3 separate regions of the Sus scrofa genome follow, and all the other regions are linked to region 3. The links are chromatin contacts, called in public Hi-C and promoter capture Hi-C maps. All regions are on one chromosome and are shown on one strand. The core of a region is the stretch at or near the end of the contact, and the rest is flanking DNA. Distances in the headings are between cores, read along the strand shown.

Evidence for each region. Promoter capture Hi-C pulls out the DNA fragments that hold promoters and counts their contacts. Hi-C and Micro-C count contacts between places; a contact is called where the count stands out from the background.
Region 1: a Hi-C map of omental adipose tissue shows a contact between it and region 3, with 2.2 times the contacts expected there. The contact joins the enhancer-like site here to the promoter of ANAPC7 in region 3. A contact is called at or near these places in 2 of 5 promoter capture datasets (fetal liver and liver), 5 of 47 Hi-C or Micro-C datasets (alveolar macrophages, embryonic fibroblasts, heart right ventricle and 2 more) and 2 of 2 datasets of contacts at active chromatin or transcription factors (alveolar macrophages and skeletal muscle).
Region 2: a promoter capture Hi-C map of fetal skeletal muscle shows a contact between it and region 3, with 5 times the contacts expected there. The contact joins the promoter of P2RX7 here to the promoter of ANAPC7 in region 3. A contact is called at or near these places in 1 of 5 promoter capture datasets (fetal skeletal muscle), 1 of 47 Hi-C or Micro-C datasets (embryonic fibroblasts) and 2 of 2 datasets of contacts at active chromatin or transcription factors (alveolar macrophages and skeletal muscle).

Annotation. Positions count from the first base shown.
Region 1 is chr14:31,503,801-31,507,628 of Sscrofa11.1, reverse strand. All of the region lies in intron 2 of IFT81 (intraflagellar transport protein 81 homolog), which reads right to left. Among named protein-coding and RNA genes, the nearest start is that of P2RX7, 29 kb to the right of the region's middle. Within about 2 kb of position 1,283, at least 8 of the 83 cell types and tissues checked have an H3K27ac peak or open chromatin away from gene starts, as enhancers often do. A contact at or near this core is called in omental adipose tissue, where this site is marked.
Region 2 is chr14:31,474,723-31,478,151 of Sscrofa11.1, reverse strand. P2RX7 (P2X purinoceptor 7) reads left to right here and starts at 1,650. Exons shown (of 13, transcript XM_001926804.5): 1 at 1,650-1,951. The coding sequence starts at 1,827. The region is part of intron 2 of IFT81 (intraflagellar transport protein 81 homolog); the gene reads right to left.
Region 3 is chr14:31,787,319-31,791,034 of Sscrofa11.1, reverse strand. It overlaps ANAPC7 (anaphase-promoting complex subunit 7), which reads left to right and starts at 1,285. Exons shown (of 14, transcript XM_021072834.1): 1 at 1,285-1,491. The coding sequence starts at 1,391.

The DNA.
Region 1 (3,828 bases), core at 34-2,533, 280 kb after region 3:
TGGACATTTTGGGTTGGATCATTCTTTGTTCTGGGGTGTGTGTGTGTGTGTGTGTGTGTGTGTGTGTGTTGGGAGGGGCTGCTCTGTGTACTGAGGGATATTTAGCAATATTCCTGGCCTCTACCCGCTAGGCATCAATAGCAATAACTCCTCTCCCTTTAGTTCCTCAGTTGTGACAACCAAAAACTGTCTCTAGACATTGCCAAATGTCCCTGGGGGACAAATATCACTTCTGGTTGAGCATCACTTTTTCAATAGATGAGGAAGTAGAGACTCAGGGCAGGTTATAAAAATTCCTTAAGATCATACCACTGGCAAGTAGGGCTCATACCCTGGTCATTCTGATTCCAAAGCCCATGGGCCTAACCATTACAGTGTAAAACCCCATTTCCTAGGCAACAGATGCCTGTAGGTTTGGATGGCTAAGACCTCATTAGCTCATTTCACAAGATGGAAGTCAACTGTGCTAGTACGGATCCTCCGAGAAGCAGATGCCAAGATGGGCATCCACTTGCAAGAGATTTACTTAGGATTTACTTATTTATGCCTTTGGAGGATAAAGAGGAAGGGAGTGGGGGTAGGCAGGAGACTGTTCAGACTGTGCTGCTGGTCTGATACCTTGGAAGGAGAGGGGGAAGGAAGGATGTGATAGGAAGAGCCTTGGACAGTGGCACAGTTCTAAGAGTTTTGGCTATGCTGAAGGGGATTCCCCAGCCACAGTCAGCTATAAGAGGAATTCTAGGTTGGGAAGCAGGGATGCTACACTAGTACTCCCACTGTGCTCTGTCATTGGCTGCGAGCAGCCCGGGAGGTATGACCTCAGCATGAACTTGGTGGACCCAGAGGAGTGGGAGTGAGGCTGTCAGGCAGCCAGGCTTATCGAAGCAGACTCTATTGAAGGAGTTCTGAGTGGTGCGCTCCACCGCTACCATGTCATCAGGGAAGTGTTACCCAGAGTGGCATTCAACTTAAGGCAAGGAGATGGAAAAGGCACTGGTGATGTGGTGGGCAGCAAAGCCACGCTGGCATCCTTTAAGCAAAAGGGCTCATTTTCCTTGAAATATTTTAAGCTATTAGTTTCAAATCTAATGGAAAAGGAGCTTTTCTTTCCAGACGTTCCCAATAAATATAGTTGAGTCTCACTGATCCTGATTGGTCTGATCTAGTTATGTGCCCACCCGTGAGCCAATCACTGGCCAGAGGGATGTGGTGTTTTGAGTGGTCAGTTTCGGTCATGTGACCACCTCCAGATGAAAGGGTGGGGGTAAGGGTTGAGGGTTGATAACGGAGAAGGAGTGACTCCCCAGAAGAGAACTGGATGTAGTTATTAGAAGGGGGATGAATTCTGGACAGGCCAAAAAACCCAGATACCTGTTACACCTAGAATCTTCTTCACCACCTTACAATATGCACCCGTTGTCTTCTCTACTCCCACCCCCCACATTCCTACCCTCTTATTGGAAGGCCACCCTCATACCTTCTTTTCTCATTCAAGACACCCAGGTCAATATATAACTGAACCACTTTGCTGTATGCCTGAAACTAACATAACATTATAATTCAACTCTACTTCAATAAAATAAAAATAAAATAAAAAGACCCAGGTCAAGCCTCTCCTATTCAACCATTCTGATTGTGGAACTAGAATAGTTTAGACCAGCAGTGGTACTCCAAGCAGACTATCAAATGATACCCCTGTCCCCAGCTCCAGATTCTGATACCCACCCTTAACCACCAAGATTATCACTGTTTTTGACTATTCCAGTTTCAACAATCAAATTGTTCTTCTGGGAACTCCTAATACAGTGAGAATATAAACCACAGATACACAGACACACACAGACACACAGACACACACGCACGCACACACGCACACACGCACGCACGCACGCACTCAGCTCCATTGCTGTTGAATGAATGAATGAGGAGATACTTTACATGCATTTCCATAATTAGAAATCAGGATCTAGTTTAGAAGGAAATAAACAAACAAGTTAGTGGTAGCTGTCTTGATGGATCGTGAGTCATTGTGACTTTATTCTTATCAATATTTTGTTACAATTTTTAAAAAGAGATAATAGAAAAAAGGAAATCATGCAAGTCTGGTTTAAACATCTGGACTATAAGCAAGGTGAGGGTAAGGGACCAAGTGTTGATTCTGATATATCCAAGTGGGAGCTAAATTAACAGCATCAAGGGCTTATAACAGAGACTGTGGATTCTCTTCCCCAAAGCCAGTCCTCCTTTCCTCTTTCAGACTCTCCAAACCCCAGTTGTGTGTGGTGTCCTCTGCCTCATCCTCATTGCATGTGCTTCATTGAAGCCAATGCCAGCCCCGCTGCCTGATCCATCTAATCCAGGGTTTCTCAACCTCAGCACTATATATATATAGTCTTTTTGCCATTTCTTGGGCTGCTCCCACGGCATATGGAGGTTCCCAGGCTAGGGGGCTAATTGGAGCTGTAGCTGCTGGCCTACACCAGAGCCACAGCAATGCAGGATCCAAGCTGCATTGTATAGGTCTGCGACCTACATCACAGCTCACAACAACGCCAGATCCCCAACCCACTGAGCAAGGCCAGGGATAGAACCCGAAACCTCATGGTTCCTAGACGGATTCGTTAACCACTGAGCTACGACGGGAACTCCAACCTCAGCACTATTGACATTTGGGGCAGGATAAGTCTGCTGATGCTGTTGAGTTGCTGCATGTGCCACTTTGGAGTTGACTTGTTATATGAAGTAAGGTTTTCCTTAATGTTTAAGTGTTTAAGCTAATTTGAGTTGTGCCTTTCTGTTACAGCACCTTAACCGATCTGGGGGTCTGTTAAAGACATTGCACACACACACAAATAAAATGACCATCAAAAACAGTGATAATCTGGGTGGTTGAGAGTGGGTATCAGAATCTGGAGCTAGGACCAGGTGTGTCACTTGATAGTCCCCTTGGAGTACCACTGGTGATCTAAACTATTCTAGCTCCACAAGGAATTGCTGGGAACTTATGCAGATGTTGAAACAGGGGAGGAGCTTAATTTCTTTCACAAATAAGAGCAACATTTGGATTCGAACCTGCTATGTCCCATCATATGAAAACTGCTGCAAAATACCAAGTCCTATAGTTAAACTAACGTTACTTCTAAGACAGAGCTGATTAAGAAAAATGCTAAGCCATGGATTCCCATCGTGGCTCAGCAGTAACAAACCTGACTAGTATTCACAAGGATGCAGGTTTGATCCCTGGCCTTGCTCAGTGGGTTAAGGAACTGACGTTGCCATGAGCTGTGGTATAGGTCACAGACTAGGCTCAGATCTGGCATTGCTGTGGCTGGGGCATAGGCCAGCAGCTGCAGCTCCAATGTAACCCCCAGCCTGGGAACTTCCATATGCTGCAGCTGTAGCCCTAGAGAGAGAGAGAGAGAGAGAGAGAGAGAGAGAGAGAGAGAGAGAAAGGAAAAAAGAAAGAAAGAAAGAAAAAAAAAAAAAGAAAGAAAGAAAAAGAGAAAGAAAAGAAAAGAAAATTCAAGGCCAAATGGTATAACCTCTAGAAGCCTCGGTTTGCTCATCTGTAAGCTGGGAGAATAAGATGAGAAGCCCCTGACATTGAGGATCAGAAAATACTTCATAAACCATAAAGTAAGTAATGGGTTATTGATACTGAGCAGACAAGGCAAAAGCAATGCCATTCCCAGCACTGGAATGTTCTAAATTTAGGATGCGGTGTGACCAAAATTGTCTGTTGATTGTTTATATGCGGTCTTGTTAAGCTTCTTATGCTTCTGAGGTTTTGCTTCCTCATTTGTATACTGCGGCAAGACCTCATTCCTC
Region 2 (3,429 bases), core at 401-2,900, 310 kb after region 3:
GTGTGGGCAGAGTTAACAAAAAGTGATAAGGAATGGAAGGCTGCCTGGATTGGCAACAGCCCAGAGCCATCACCAAATCCAGCCTGAAGGGGCAAGGAGGGAGGGGTGCCCAGAGGCCCTGCCATGGGCAGTTGGAGAGCAGCCAGGAAAATTCACATCCAACCTCACTGTCCTCCTGCTCTCTGTATCCTGAACTGGGAGCAGGGAGGTAGGGGAGCCCCCCATCCAACACCCTGAATAGCTCTAATGGGTGAAAAAGTAAAAATTAGCTCAGACTAGAAAAGTAAAAGTCAGTCCGACTAACTAGCAGGCAGGAAGAGCAGATATGGATAAAGTCCACTGCAAAGGGAACAAAAAAACAGTATTTCCGAGTGTAGCTATAGGGTGATAATACCCTGCATCTTTGAGTGACGGACTGCTGCTTTCCTACTCATGGAGAAATGTCATCCACTAAAATCATAGATCTCAGAAACTTTGCTATTTGAAACTGCATCAGTAAGAATGAAATATTCTTTTGTCTGGAGGGTCTAAGTCACCCTGAGACTGAGACACAGCTCGATTTGCAGCTCAGGTGAGGAGGAGCTTTAGGTAAAAGCTTTCTGGACACAACAATCAAAGCTTTACTGCCTCCCTGGGTCCACTTTGCAATACAGATCTGAAGCTGACCATTTTATTTAAACCTGCTTTGCTGTGAGCCTGTGAAAACTCGCTTTCGTTTCAATTTAATCTCAACTCCACCTTCCCCAGAATCGATGACTCTGATAACTCTGTCCCTTTGTTTGGTGATGTGCTCTCCCTCATCTTTTTTTTTTTTCTTTTTCTTTTTTTTAAGGGCCGCACTTGTGGCATATGGAGGTTTCCAGGCTAGGAGTCAAATTGGAGCTGCAGCTGCCAGCCTAAGCCACAGTCACAGCAACACAGGATCTGAGTTGCATCTTCAACCTATGCTGCAGCTCTTGGCAACGCCAGACCCTTAACCCACTGAGCAAGGCCAGGGGTTGAACACACATCCTCATGGAAGCTAGTGGGGTTCTTAACCCACTGAGCAACAATGGGAACTCCTGTATTCTTCCTCATTGAATGGGTCAATAAACCTGATTTTGTTGGATGGCAGTTTTGTGTCTGGTGGTCTTAAGCTGATTGGGCTAGGTCATGGGTTGATCTGCCAGGGCATAGAGCTGGCCAAAGAGTAGATCTAGAGGGTCAGGCCAAAAATATCCAGCAAGGAAATAAAGTCCTCTCCCCACCCCAGCCCCCACTGTCTGCAGACCAGAGTGTTATGAGGAAGGGAGGGAGGGAGGAGAGGGACGTTGAATCATCCAGTGTTCACGGACAGCTGGGGCTGAATAAAGGGTTGTGGAAATGAATCAATCAGCTTCTGAGTGGGGCTGGAAGCAACAGAAAGATCTAGGCTCCTTACTAAGGCACAATGGCAGCACTGGGGCTCCTGACATTTGAAGGGCTGCCTCTTTACCCCAATGGAAATGAGTCCAAAAAAGTGTGAAAGGAGAAAGGGGATAAAGCAGAATTCTTAAAATGCCCTTCCTTTGAACACCATCTTTGTGCAGGCATCTGGGGGAGGCCGCTGGGGCGGGGTCATCTGTCAGCCAGGCCTGTAGGACTTGGCTTTTCCTGTTTACTCCCAGCCACATCTGGGGCAGTGGCCAGGGCCCGCCCCCACTCTGCCATCATTGGAGGAACTCAAACTTTAAAGGTCCTGCTAAGAATCAGAACATTTCAATTTCCTCTTACTGGTGGGTCTGCTGTGGCCGGTCAGGAAGGGCTGAGCCGTGGTCCAGCCCCGAGTGGAGAGCCAGCCTCTCACCATGCCAGCCTGGTGCAGCTGGAACGACGTTTTCCAGTATGAGACAAACAAAGTCACCCGGATCCAGAGCATGAATTACGGCACCATTAAGTGGTTCTTCCACGTATTGGTCTTTTCCTATGTTAGGTAAGTGGGGCGTGAGGAGGGCCCTGAATCTCTGCAGTGGCTGAAAGCAGCCCAGAAAACCTCAAGGTGCAGCTCCTGATGCACATTCTGAATCCTCTGTGGTTTTAAAATCTGCAAGCTGGGGGTGGAGGTGGGGAGTCGGGAGAGGAAGCAGGGCCAGTCTGCTGCAGGGAGAAGCCACAGGAAGGGAGTGTGACACCATGGGTTCTAACCCAGGCCTGCTGGGGCAAGCTGGGCAGGGCATGCCTGGAGAAGGTGGGGAAATGCAGGGCAACACCCTGGATTCCTGGGAAGGAGTAAAGGATTTGGGACACGCCTGATGATAATGCCGGCATCAATCTGAGTCATCCCTGCTCTTGGGGAGGAATAGGACTAGACCTGTAAAAGCAACTTCAGGTCCTCCTTGGTGTCAAGAAGACCCTTCTTGCTCCTTTTTTTTTTGAAAAAAAACCAGCTTATTGAGATACAATTCACATACCATACAATGCACCCATTTAAAGGATACAATTCAGCAGTTTTTAGCATATTCAAAGAGTTGTGCAACCATCCACAATTAATTTTAGAATATTTTCACAGCTCCTGTCATGGCTTAGTGGAAAAGACTCTGACTAGCATACATGAGGACGCAAGTTCGATCCCTGGCCTTGCTCAGTGGGTAAGGATCTGGCGTTGACATGAGCTGTGGTGTAGGTTGCAGATGTGGCTCGGATCCCACATTGCTGTGGCTGTGGTGTAGGCCGGCAGCTACAGCTCTGATTCGACCCCTAGCCTGGGACCCTCCATATGCTGTGGGTGTGGCTCTAAAAAAAAAAAAAAGGCCATATTTTCATTACCTCATAACCAGAACAAAACAAAACCCTACATCCCTTAACCATCACTCTCAATCCTCCTATTCCCCTGCAGCTCCAGGTACCCACTGATCTGTTTTCTGGCTCTATGGATTTACCTATTTTGGATAATTCATACAAATGGAATCACACAATATATCATCCTTTTGCAACTGTTTTCAAGGTTCAGCCATGTTAGAACATGTATCTCTATTGCATTCCTTTTAATGGCTGAGTAATATTCCATTGTATGGATATACGACTTTTGAGTGGAAGTTTGGGTTGTTTCTAATTTTTGACTATGATGAATGATGCTGCTGTGAACATCTGTGCACACATTGTTTTTCGAACATGTCTTCAGTTTTCTTGGGTATGTACATCTGAATGGAACCGTTGGATAACTTGGCAAACTCTCCTCAGTCTTTTGAGGAACCATTCAACTGTTTTTCACAGTGGCTGCACCATCTCATATTCCCACCAGCAATGTATGTTCCAATTTCTCCACATCCTCATCATCACTTGTTAGCGTCTGTCTTTTGGATTACAGGCCCCAGTGAGTGAGTATTTCATTGTGGTTTTGATTCATATTTCTCTCATGGCAACTGCTCCCTGGCTCTTTGTGGTGGTGATGATGATGATAACTTGCATCTA
Region 3 (3,716 bases), core at 36-2,535:
AAAAGACTCTAACTGCAATGGCTCAGGTTGCTATGGAGGCTTAGATTCAATCCCTGGCCTGGGATACTCCATATGCTGCGACAAATGCTGGAGAAAAAGGAACTCTTCTACACTGTTGGTGGGAGTGTAAATAGGTGCAGCCACTATGGAAAATGAAGTATGGAGATTCGTCAAAAAACTAACAATAGAATTGCCTTATGATCCAGCAATCCCACTCTTGGGCATATATCCAGATAAAACTACAGTGCAAAAAGATACAATTACCACTATGTTCATAGCAGCACTATTCACAAGACATGGATGGAAACAATCTAAATGTCCATCAACAGATGAATGGATAAAGAAGATATGGTATGTATACATACATAAAACGGACTACTACCCAACCATAAAAAATAATGAAATAATGCCATTTGCAGCAACATGATGGACCTAGCGATTATTAAGGAAAAGTCAGTCAGAAGAAGAAAGTCAACATCATGTGATATCACTTATATGTGGAATCTAAAATACAACACAAATGAACATATATATGAAACAGACTCAGACATAGACAACAGACTTGTGGTTGCCAAGGGGGAGGGGAGTGAGGGAGGGAAGTATTGGAGGTTTGGGGTTAGCAGATGCAAACTCTTATATGTAGGATAGATTAACAAGCACAGGGAACTGCAGAGCACGGGGAACTGCAGTCAATATCCTGTGATAAACCATAATGGAAAATATGAAAAAGAATGTATGTAAGTACAACTGAATCAAAAGAATGTATGTAAGTACAACTGAATCACTTTGCCGTACAGAAGAAATTAACGGAAATTATAAATCAATTATACTTCAATCAAAAAAGTAAAGCCGCCTGCAGGTGCCCATAACACCTGAGGGGGGGCGTGGCACTTTTTGCCTAGAGCTCCTGTGGCAGCCAGTGCTGCCCCTGGCGCCTGATTGAAATATTTAATTCCAGCTGTTAGGAATTCCTCCCCCACCTACAAATAACTTTTATGATGTTAAACACTTTTTATTAATTTATGAAACACAAATTCCTCTCAGACGCATTTCAATTGAGCATGTATACATTCTGAGGTGTCTTTTGTCTGCAGCCAACTGTAAACCCTCAATAAAGACTGCAGTTCAGAAGGCTGGTGTAACTCTTACTAAAAACAAAAACCCCAAAAACCAAATTGTACCGCTTCACACGAGGCATGGCGGGGAAGGAATTGAGGTTTGTTTGTTTGCTTTTTTTCAGGCATTTCAGTAGCTGCCTATTATCTTGGGGGCGGTGCCTCGTTTGGATCCGATGGACCCCGGCGGGGCCGCCATTTTGGAGTCTTCTCTAAGGAGCGTCTACCGGCTTTAAGCGCTGGTGCCGCCGCTCCCCGCGGCCTGGCTGGGCGGAATGAATGTGATAGACCACGTGCGAGACATGGCGGCCGCGGGGCTGCACTCCAATGTGCGGCTCCTTAGCAGCTTGTTACTCACAATGAGTAATAACAACCCGTGAGTTGAGGCGGGGAGCGGCCTGGGGCTGAGGAGAAAGCGGTGCGGGTTTGGGAGCGGGGGCTGAGGGGTCCGGAGACTGGCGGGAAGAAGCGGCTGCGGGCTTCAGCTGACGTTCCGGGGTCAGCGAGGGTCTCGCTGGGCAGAGCCGACTTAGGAACGCTAGTTGAGTTTACTAGGTCCCAGCGGTAGACCAGGCACTGGGATGAGCTCCCTGTGGGGGATTCGGCGAGCGGCGCTTTCTAGATATGGGAGGCGGAGGCTCTGAGGACGACCCTGGCGAGCGTTCCCCGAAAGTTAGGAGCAGAGGTTTTCTGAGGCACCTGTCGCCGGGCATTGCGCCTGTCACATCGTTGGGCTAACTCCTCCCTTCCCTACCCCTTTTCGAAGGACATTTCTTCGCTCGCCAAGGCTCAAAGAAGCCCAGTTCTAGTTTTAGACTTTCGTCCCACATCTGAGATTGATCTTTCCTTTTGGGTATATCAGCAAGGTTCTCTTAATCGCCCCCGAAAATGGGAGACTTTCTTGGTAAGTGGGAGTGGCGCCTTTTTAAGCAGTGCCTCTTTCTGTTTGCAAAGCTGCCATTTTTAGAGTTTTATTACAGGTACAGCACAGGGCTGTTTCCAGCTTTGAGTGCATATCGTTCCTCTGCTTAAATTTCTCCAAAGTGCTTAAATTAACATTCCTTCCCACGGCCTAGGAGGTCAAATATATAGCTCTCCTGCTCTATCTCACCTACTCTGCCCTCTGTACTTCAGCTTCCCTGTCTATTCTTTCTGTTACTTGAACAGACCAAGCTGGTTCTCAACTCAGGACTTTTGCATTTCCTGTTCTGCTTGGAATCCTTACCTCAGAGCTGCCTCCTCATGTAGGTTTCAGTTCAGATACATCTCTTAGAGAACTCTTCTCTGGCCATTAGAATTGTCCCTTATTCTCACTATTTTATTCCTTTGCTCTGTTTAACATTTTGCGTCTTTTTTTTCCCCCAAACTGAGGTGTAATTGACATATTAGTCTCATGTGGAACATAATGATTGGATATTTGTGTGTTTAGTGTATCTATTACTGCACATAGTTACAGATTTTTATCTTATTTTGCTTTTTTAGGGCTGCACCTGTGGCATAGGGAAATTCCCAGGCTAGGGGTAGAATGAGAGCTGCAGCTGCCAGCCTACACCACAGCCACAGCAACGCAGGATACATAACCCACTGAGCAAGGCCAAGGATAGAACCCACATCCTCATGGACATTAGTCAGGTTCTTAACCTGCTGGACCACAATGGGAACTCTGAATATTTTTTTCTTGGGATGAGAACTCTGTTTTTTTGGCAGCGCCCATGGCATGTCAGGTTACTGGGACAAAGATTGAACCTGCACCACAGCAGTGACACTAGCTGCCGCAGTGACAACACCGCATCCTTGACCTGCTGTGCCATGAGGAAACTCTGTGATAAGAACATTTAAGATCTATAGTCTGCATCACTTTTTTGTGTTACTGGTTTTTTGTTTTGTTTTGTTTGTTTTTTGTCTTTTTGTCTTTTTCTAAGGCTGCACTCATGGCATATGGAGGTTCCCAGGCCAGGGGTCTAATCGGAGCTCAGCCACTGGCCTACGCCACAGCCACAGCAATGCCAGATCTGAGCTGCGTCTGCAACCTATACCACAGCTCACAGCAATGCCAAATCCTGAACCCACTGAGAGAGGCCAGGGATCGAACCCGCAACCTCATGGTTCTTAGTCGGATTCATTAACCACTGAGCCACAATGGGAACTCCTGTTTTGTTTTTGACCTCACCTGCAGCGTGTGGAAGTTCCCAGGCCAGGGATCAAACATGCACCCACAGCTGTGACAACACTGGATCCTTTAACCAGCTAGGCCAACAGGGAACTCCTTTTGTGTCACTCTTTAACATCTAATGAAGTGAGCACAGTGCTTTTGTGCAGCAAGCACTCAGATGTTTATCATTGAATGTGCTGAGGAAGGGCATACAACCTCAGGAAGGTAAAATACCATGTTCAAGTTCACACATTTAATAAGAGGAGGAGCCACAATGTCTGGATTTTGGTCCTCCTGACTTGGAAGTCTCCATTCTGACCCACCGCAGTCTACTGCGTTTAAATGACATTATAATCTTCTACTCAGGATGGACCCATTTACCTTTGGCCTTGCTCTAGATGCTGTCTGAGCCACTTAAAAGTGTGTTGCCACTATTGCTACCTATTTCA